Linked DNA regions of Mus musculus: region 1 is linked to region 2. The links are chromatin contacts, called in public Hi-C maps. All regions are on one chromosome and are shown on one strand. Each heading gives the region's core, a stretch centred on a gene start, on an enhancer-like site or on the middle of the called end of the contact. The rest is flanking DNA. Distances are from core to core; before and after follow the strand shown.

Evidence for each region. A called contact is a pair of places that touch in the nucleus more often than the background predicts.
Region 1: a contact with region 2 is called in a Hi-C map of bone marrow-derived macrophages, with 76 read pairs. The contact joins the enhancer-like site here to the promoter of Fmnl1 in region 2. A contact is called at or near these places in 11 of 39 promoter capture datasets (the C10 cell line, the HPC-7 cell line, cranial neural crest and 5 more), 4 of 15 datasets of contacts at CTCF or cohesin (CD8 T cells, large pre-B cells, pro-B cells and 1 more), 64 of 484 Hi-C or Micro-C datasets (the 63-12 cell line, B cells, the C10 cell line and 43 more), 25 of 115 datasets of contacts at active chromatin or transcription factors (the 230-238 cell line, CD4 single positive thymocytes, CD8 T cells and 15 more) and 4 of 9 other capture datasets (adipose tissue, embryonic stem cells, liver and 1 more).

The regions. Positions count from the first base shown.
Region 1 is chr11:103,280,665-103,283,364 of GRCm38.p6, forward strand. No RefSeq gene overlaps it. Among named protein-coding and RNA genes, the nearest start is that of Map3k14, 15 kb to the left of the region's middle. Within about 2 kb of position 1,332, at least 29 of the 459 cell types and tissues checked have an H3K27ac peak or open chromatin away from gene starts, as enhancers often do. A contact at or near this core is called in the 63-12 cell line, the CH12 cell line, the HPC-7 cell line and 3 more, where this site is marked.
Region 2 is chr11:103,169,826-103,172,525 of GRCm38.p6, forward strand. It overlaps Fmnl1 (formin-like 1), which reads left to right and starts at 1,313. Exons shown (of 26, transcript NM_001077698.1): 1 at 1,313-1,616. The coding sequence starts at 1,488. It overlaps Gm51919 (a long non-coding RNA gene), which reads right to left and starts at 751. Exons shown (of 3, transcript XR_003949776.1): 1 at 329-751.

The DNA.
Region 1 (2,700 bases), core at 82-2,581, 110 kb after region 2:
CACACTTTGCATTGTCCTAAATCCCTTTCGAGAACGTACTCAAAGGCGGCCAGATTGGTACTTGAATTTGATTTGTATGATGTCATGCCTTACGTGGTCTCTGGAAATCTCCATTAGGGAGCAACCAAATGCTGTTTCCGTGTCCTGCACAAACAGCTTTGACTTCATGGGAGCTCTTGAAAGAGTTCTGAGACTTCCAGAGGGTCCCAAGGCCATGTGGCAAGAACAGTTGTGCTAATAATTTGGTTTTCCGTAGAATCTAGGCAGGTTTCTTATATTCCATTTTACAGATGAGAGAATAAGAACAAAGCACAATTCAACAACATACCCAGGGGCATTTAACCAGAAAGTGGCAAAATCAGGATTCAAACCAAGTTCACTTTGTTTACACAGATGGGGAGTCGAGCGGGCAGCTACCACAGGTCATCCCTCTGAGGCTGAGATGTCCTTCGACTCACTCGCTGTTGTCCCAGCTCAGACAGGCTTTGACCTCCTCCCTGAGCTGAGGTCTCTCATCTGCTCCCCCCAGTTTGTCCTGTTGCCTGCTCGAGTGGTCCTTTATTCCCACTCCGCTGTGACATTTTTTTTTTCAAACTGTACCCATTGGACCACGTGGTTCGTGGGGACAGGCGCCATGTTTCTCTTGAGGACTGGTGCACCATTGTGGGCTGACAGGGGTGCTCCAGAATTTTTGCTGAAGGAAGAAACAAATAAAATAACAGATAAACGTTCAGCAAGATGGCAGACACAGTCCGTCTGTCTATGTAGGGTTCTTTGCTATTGGGCCAGGGAGGGCGGGGGCTGAGTGAGGAGGGGAGGATGGTTAAAGAGATCTCACCCCCAAGCTGCATTTACATGGATGCTTGCACTGTTATGCCTACAGGGCAAATCACAGGCTAAGAAAATCCTCCCGAATCTCTTCACGACGTCCCTTCTGCTCAGTCTCTATCGCTTTGCACTCACACACTCAGTGACCTCTAGCAGCTGACACCTAAATAATGGAGACCCCTTTCTGCACGCCAGGTCCTGGCAGGTGGAAGCAGTTAGTGGACCTCAGTATCTCAGTTTCCCCTTCTGCTATCAACACACTCCTTCACACCAGTGACCTTTTAGGGTTCTCAGAAGTCCCTAGAAGGGAGAAGTGTACTTTTGGGAGGGGAGGGAGAGCCACGCAGAAAATGTGGCTAGGATCCTGCCTGGAAGGTCACGGGGCTGAGTTTGAGCTCAGGGACCTTTAAGAAGCAAAAAAGGGAATTGAGAATACCACCAGGGATCTGCTCAGTCAGGACTTCCTGGAACCCCGGCTCCACAGCGAACATCGAGCCTTCCTGAGGTCAGAGCTGTGTCTGACTAAGAGGAGATGGAAATAGGAAGCTGGGAGGGCGAACAGAGAGGAGACTTGGCCGGCCAGTTCTCCCAGGCACTGCCAGCTCACCAGGTTGGCTCCAGGTTTCAGCAGCTGAGTTAGAACTCTTGGGAGCCTCTCAGGCTTGGGTAGGTGACTGCTAGCCTGCCTTGTCCAGCTCTGTCTACAAGGCAGGTAGGTGCTTTCCCATCTGTGCCCAGCGTTCTATTAGCTGGTCTGGAGTAGGCAAGCAAACCAAGACTGGTGCCTCTCAAAGGTCATCGTTAAAATGTGGTCACGGCCAGAGATGTGTTACAACTTAGGGCTAGTGTGCATTCGAGACCTGCCTATGGGGTTCCATACCCAGCTTTACAAAACAAAGAATGCTCTTTACCATGGAAGGACCATGCACCTGCATAGTAATAATGGATATGGTCAGACAGTTCTCACTTTGGAAGGCACTGTGAATATAGCCTGGGGTCACAGGATTGTGGCTTTCAGTGGAGAGTAGAAAGAAGGGGTAAGGAAAAGCAGGGGGGTTCAAGGAACCCCAGGCAGGAATCAGAGTATTAAGGAACAGGTGTGATGAGAATCCAAGACGTTCCTGGGACTGTAGACAAGCTCACCCAAACATTATTACAGGTAAAATCTTGTTCAAGTAAGAAGCAGTGGTCGTCAGAGGATCCTACCGGTGCCTCGTGTTACATCACAGTGCTTGGTCCAACTCTAACCCATGACCTCCTAAAGGACAGTAGCCTGGGCTGGACCCACTAGTGTGTAAAGGGCTACAGTAGGGCTGGAATGGCATCGGAAAGAGATATGTGGGGACATAAAGCAAAGGCAGGTGACTGTGGAAGTATAGATACACACAGGCTGTGCTTCTGCTCTGTAGTTTTAGCTGCTTAGAGTGGGTTCCCTGTCACCCTTCTCCTGGAGGTGCCCTAATCTCCAAATCCTCAGATAAGGTAGTTTATTCATTCACTCAACAAATATTTATTGACTACCTGCCACGACAGGCCTGGGTTCTGCAGAATCAGTGATGAGACTTCTGTTTCTCTGCCCCGCAAAGCTCTCGATCTAGTATTATTAGACAGGTAATCACAGTGGGCAGCGTTGTAAACCCAGAGGGTGTCCAAGAGCGCATCCTACCTGGGATGCTTCTGAGAAGACAGGTGATGGCTGAGGCTGATCTCCCCGAGCCAACAGCACCTGAGTGGAGATAAGTGTGTGGGAAGCTGATTAGGAGGCATTGGGGACTGGCACCATTCCCAAGGCAAGGGCAGAAGCAAGGCTGGGGAAAGGAGTTAGACAGAATGTGGTTTCAATGGAAGCCTCAGCTAACCTCACAGAGAGCT
Region 2 (2,700 bases), core at 63-2,562:
ACAGAGAAAGTTCAAGGCTCCCTCAGTGTAGGGCACCTCACCCCATGGACTGGCAGAACAGGGAGGGGCTGACTCAAGAGCCCCACAGATTAAGTGGGAGAATTAGAGGTGTTAATTCAGGATGGAGTTCGAGCCCCGGTTATGAAGGCCTACCCCTTCTCCACTCTCCTACCCTAAATAAGAAGAGTCCGAGGCTATAGATTTTTGGATATGAACAGAGAGGCTCGTTTCTGCCCTAATTATCTGTGTGGCCTTGGACAAGACCCCTTGCTACAGCTACGGAAAGGCCCCTTGTTACCGTTACAGAAACAAGGACATCCATACCTACCTTTGCTGGTCACTATCACAGAAATCTTTCTGTAACTATCAGATAGCCAAGATTGTCATTCTTCAGCCAGCCTAGGTCCCTCATGGTGACAGTGTCAAGATTTTCCACCCATCTGAGGTGCCTGTTCCTCCCCCAGCCTAGCAGCTGCCTTTAACCCTTCTTAGTGCCCTACTTCTCCTTGGCACCACCACAGTGATCTCCAGGTTCGCCAACCTCATTTTTCCACGAGTGCCCCCAGTCTAAAACTGCTGAAGATGCTGGCACAGTCACATCTGGTCAGGTCTCAATTGACCTATGTCATTGTCCTCCAACCTGTTTGCAGATAATTCCCTCTGGTCCTCAGATCATCTCTGGGCCCAACGGAGGAGAGACACAGAGGTGGGGGGCCTGGAAGGGGGTTCCCATCTTCTTAGTTGGGGACCCCAAAGGGGGACCCCCAGCAGCAATTACGCCCACCAACCGCACCTCAGCGCCACCTTAGGTTTCTAAGGCGCGCGCGGATTGGTTGGACAATCTTCCGCCCGGGGGTCTGCCTCCTCCAGGCTCGGGCCTAGGGACCCCCCTACTGCCGGGCTTAGGGTGGAGAGCTGCGGTTCTAGGACCCGGAGGCGCCGGGCGAGCGCGCCGCTGTGTTCTCGGCCTCGCCTGGGTCGGCTCCGGCTCGGGCAGGTGCATCGGCGGCCGCCCCCTCCGCCGCAGGTGCACTGCTCGGCAGCCCCCAGCCGGCGCGCCATGGCTGCGGAGGACCCCCGGCCGTCGCCCGCGCCCGCCCCCTCCCTGCAGCCCGCCCCCCTGGGGCCGGGTGCGCGGCGGAGAACTGCGGTTTGCGCGCACCGGGAGCGGCAGCAGAAGTTCGAAAATCGCCGAGGGGGGAGCCCGCGCCGCAGCTTCCTGCCCCCGGCCCAGCCCTCTGGCCCCGGCCGCCTGCAACCCTACTTCCTCCCCGAGCCTCGGTCGCCGCCCGCTCCCTCGGACGGGGCCGCCGCGATGGGACGCCGCGCCCCGGCCCCTGCACGCCGCTGAGCCGAGAGCCACCTAGCCAAGCCTCGCCACACAGCGCTGCCCTTCGCTTCCAGGCTCCCGGAGCCTAGTCCGCGACCCCCAGGGAAAACTGGATCTCCGAGGCTGGAGGCGCCTGGCCGGCTGGGTGGGGACCACCATGGGCAACGCGGCTGGCAGCGCCGAACAGCCCGCGGGCCCCACCGCGTCGCCCCCGAAGCAGCCAGCCGTCCCCAAGCAACCAATGCCGGCGGCCGGGGAGCTGGAGGAGAGGTTCACGCGGGTCTTGGTGAGTGTGACCTGATGCGCACCAGGAGCCAGGGATGACAGGGGCTCCGCATGCGTCCCCGCCTCTTGGGACTCAGGTGCGGCTTGGAGATCCCTGGTCCACCTGCTGTCCCTCCAGAGGGGTAGGAGTAACACTGTCATCTTTCAGAGTGACTTGGCACCCCCCCCCCCAAGAAACTTTCTTTAGCCCCCTCCAGGAAGCTTTCTTAAGAGACCCCCCCATCGACCCCCTTCCTATGCTCCTAGTTCTAAAGGTGTCAAAAATGTCTCATAAGGTTGAGTTCCAAACGCGCCCCAGGTGGGAGGGGGCTGGCGCCCACTTTTCCACTGCACGCAGGCCCAGCGGCTGGGTGCAAGTCTGGAGCGCTTTGCCCTTCTGCGTCTCAGGGTCAAAGAGGAAAGGGGTTATAATTTAACCTTCTGGAAGCTGTAGACCTAGTGGAGCCTTCAGTCCTGGGTTGTTCTGGTGTCTGGCGTAGGAGTTGGACTCTTAGACCCTCCACTTGTATTTATCACCCCCACCATGTCCCGGAATGGGTGTTTGCAGTCATTCCCTCATCATGGACCACCCCCAACCACTGAAAGGAGTAAGCTTAGGAAGGGTGGGGCCAGGATAGGCTGGTCATTCTGGCTTGGAGTGGAACAGAAATCTGGAAGGCTCCCCTCCCTCTTGGCTGTCACTTGCTTGGGAAACTGGGGCAGGCAAGGGTGGGTTAGGATGGAGTAGCAGCTGAAGTCTGGGCCTCTGGGAGGGAGCCATCAACTCATCAACTCTGAGCATGGAGTTAAGTGGTTCAAAGTGTTTCTGATAGGGTGGGCTGTGCAGGCATTGGGAGGCAGAAGTAGGGGAGGGGAAAGGCCAGTCTTTTTCACTTCCTCCTCTTCACCCCAGCACTCTTTCCTGCTGTCTTCTGTAGGTGGCTGCCCAGTGGCATCCCTGTTAGGCATCCCTGGCTGGACACCGGGTGACAGTGGGGAAGGCTGGGCTGTTTCCTAGAGGCATTTTCCAGTCTCAGTAGGCTGATGTTGCAGGTCTGAGGATGGGAGTCCAGAGGAGGCTCACTCTGGATGCAAAGAAGTGCTGA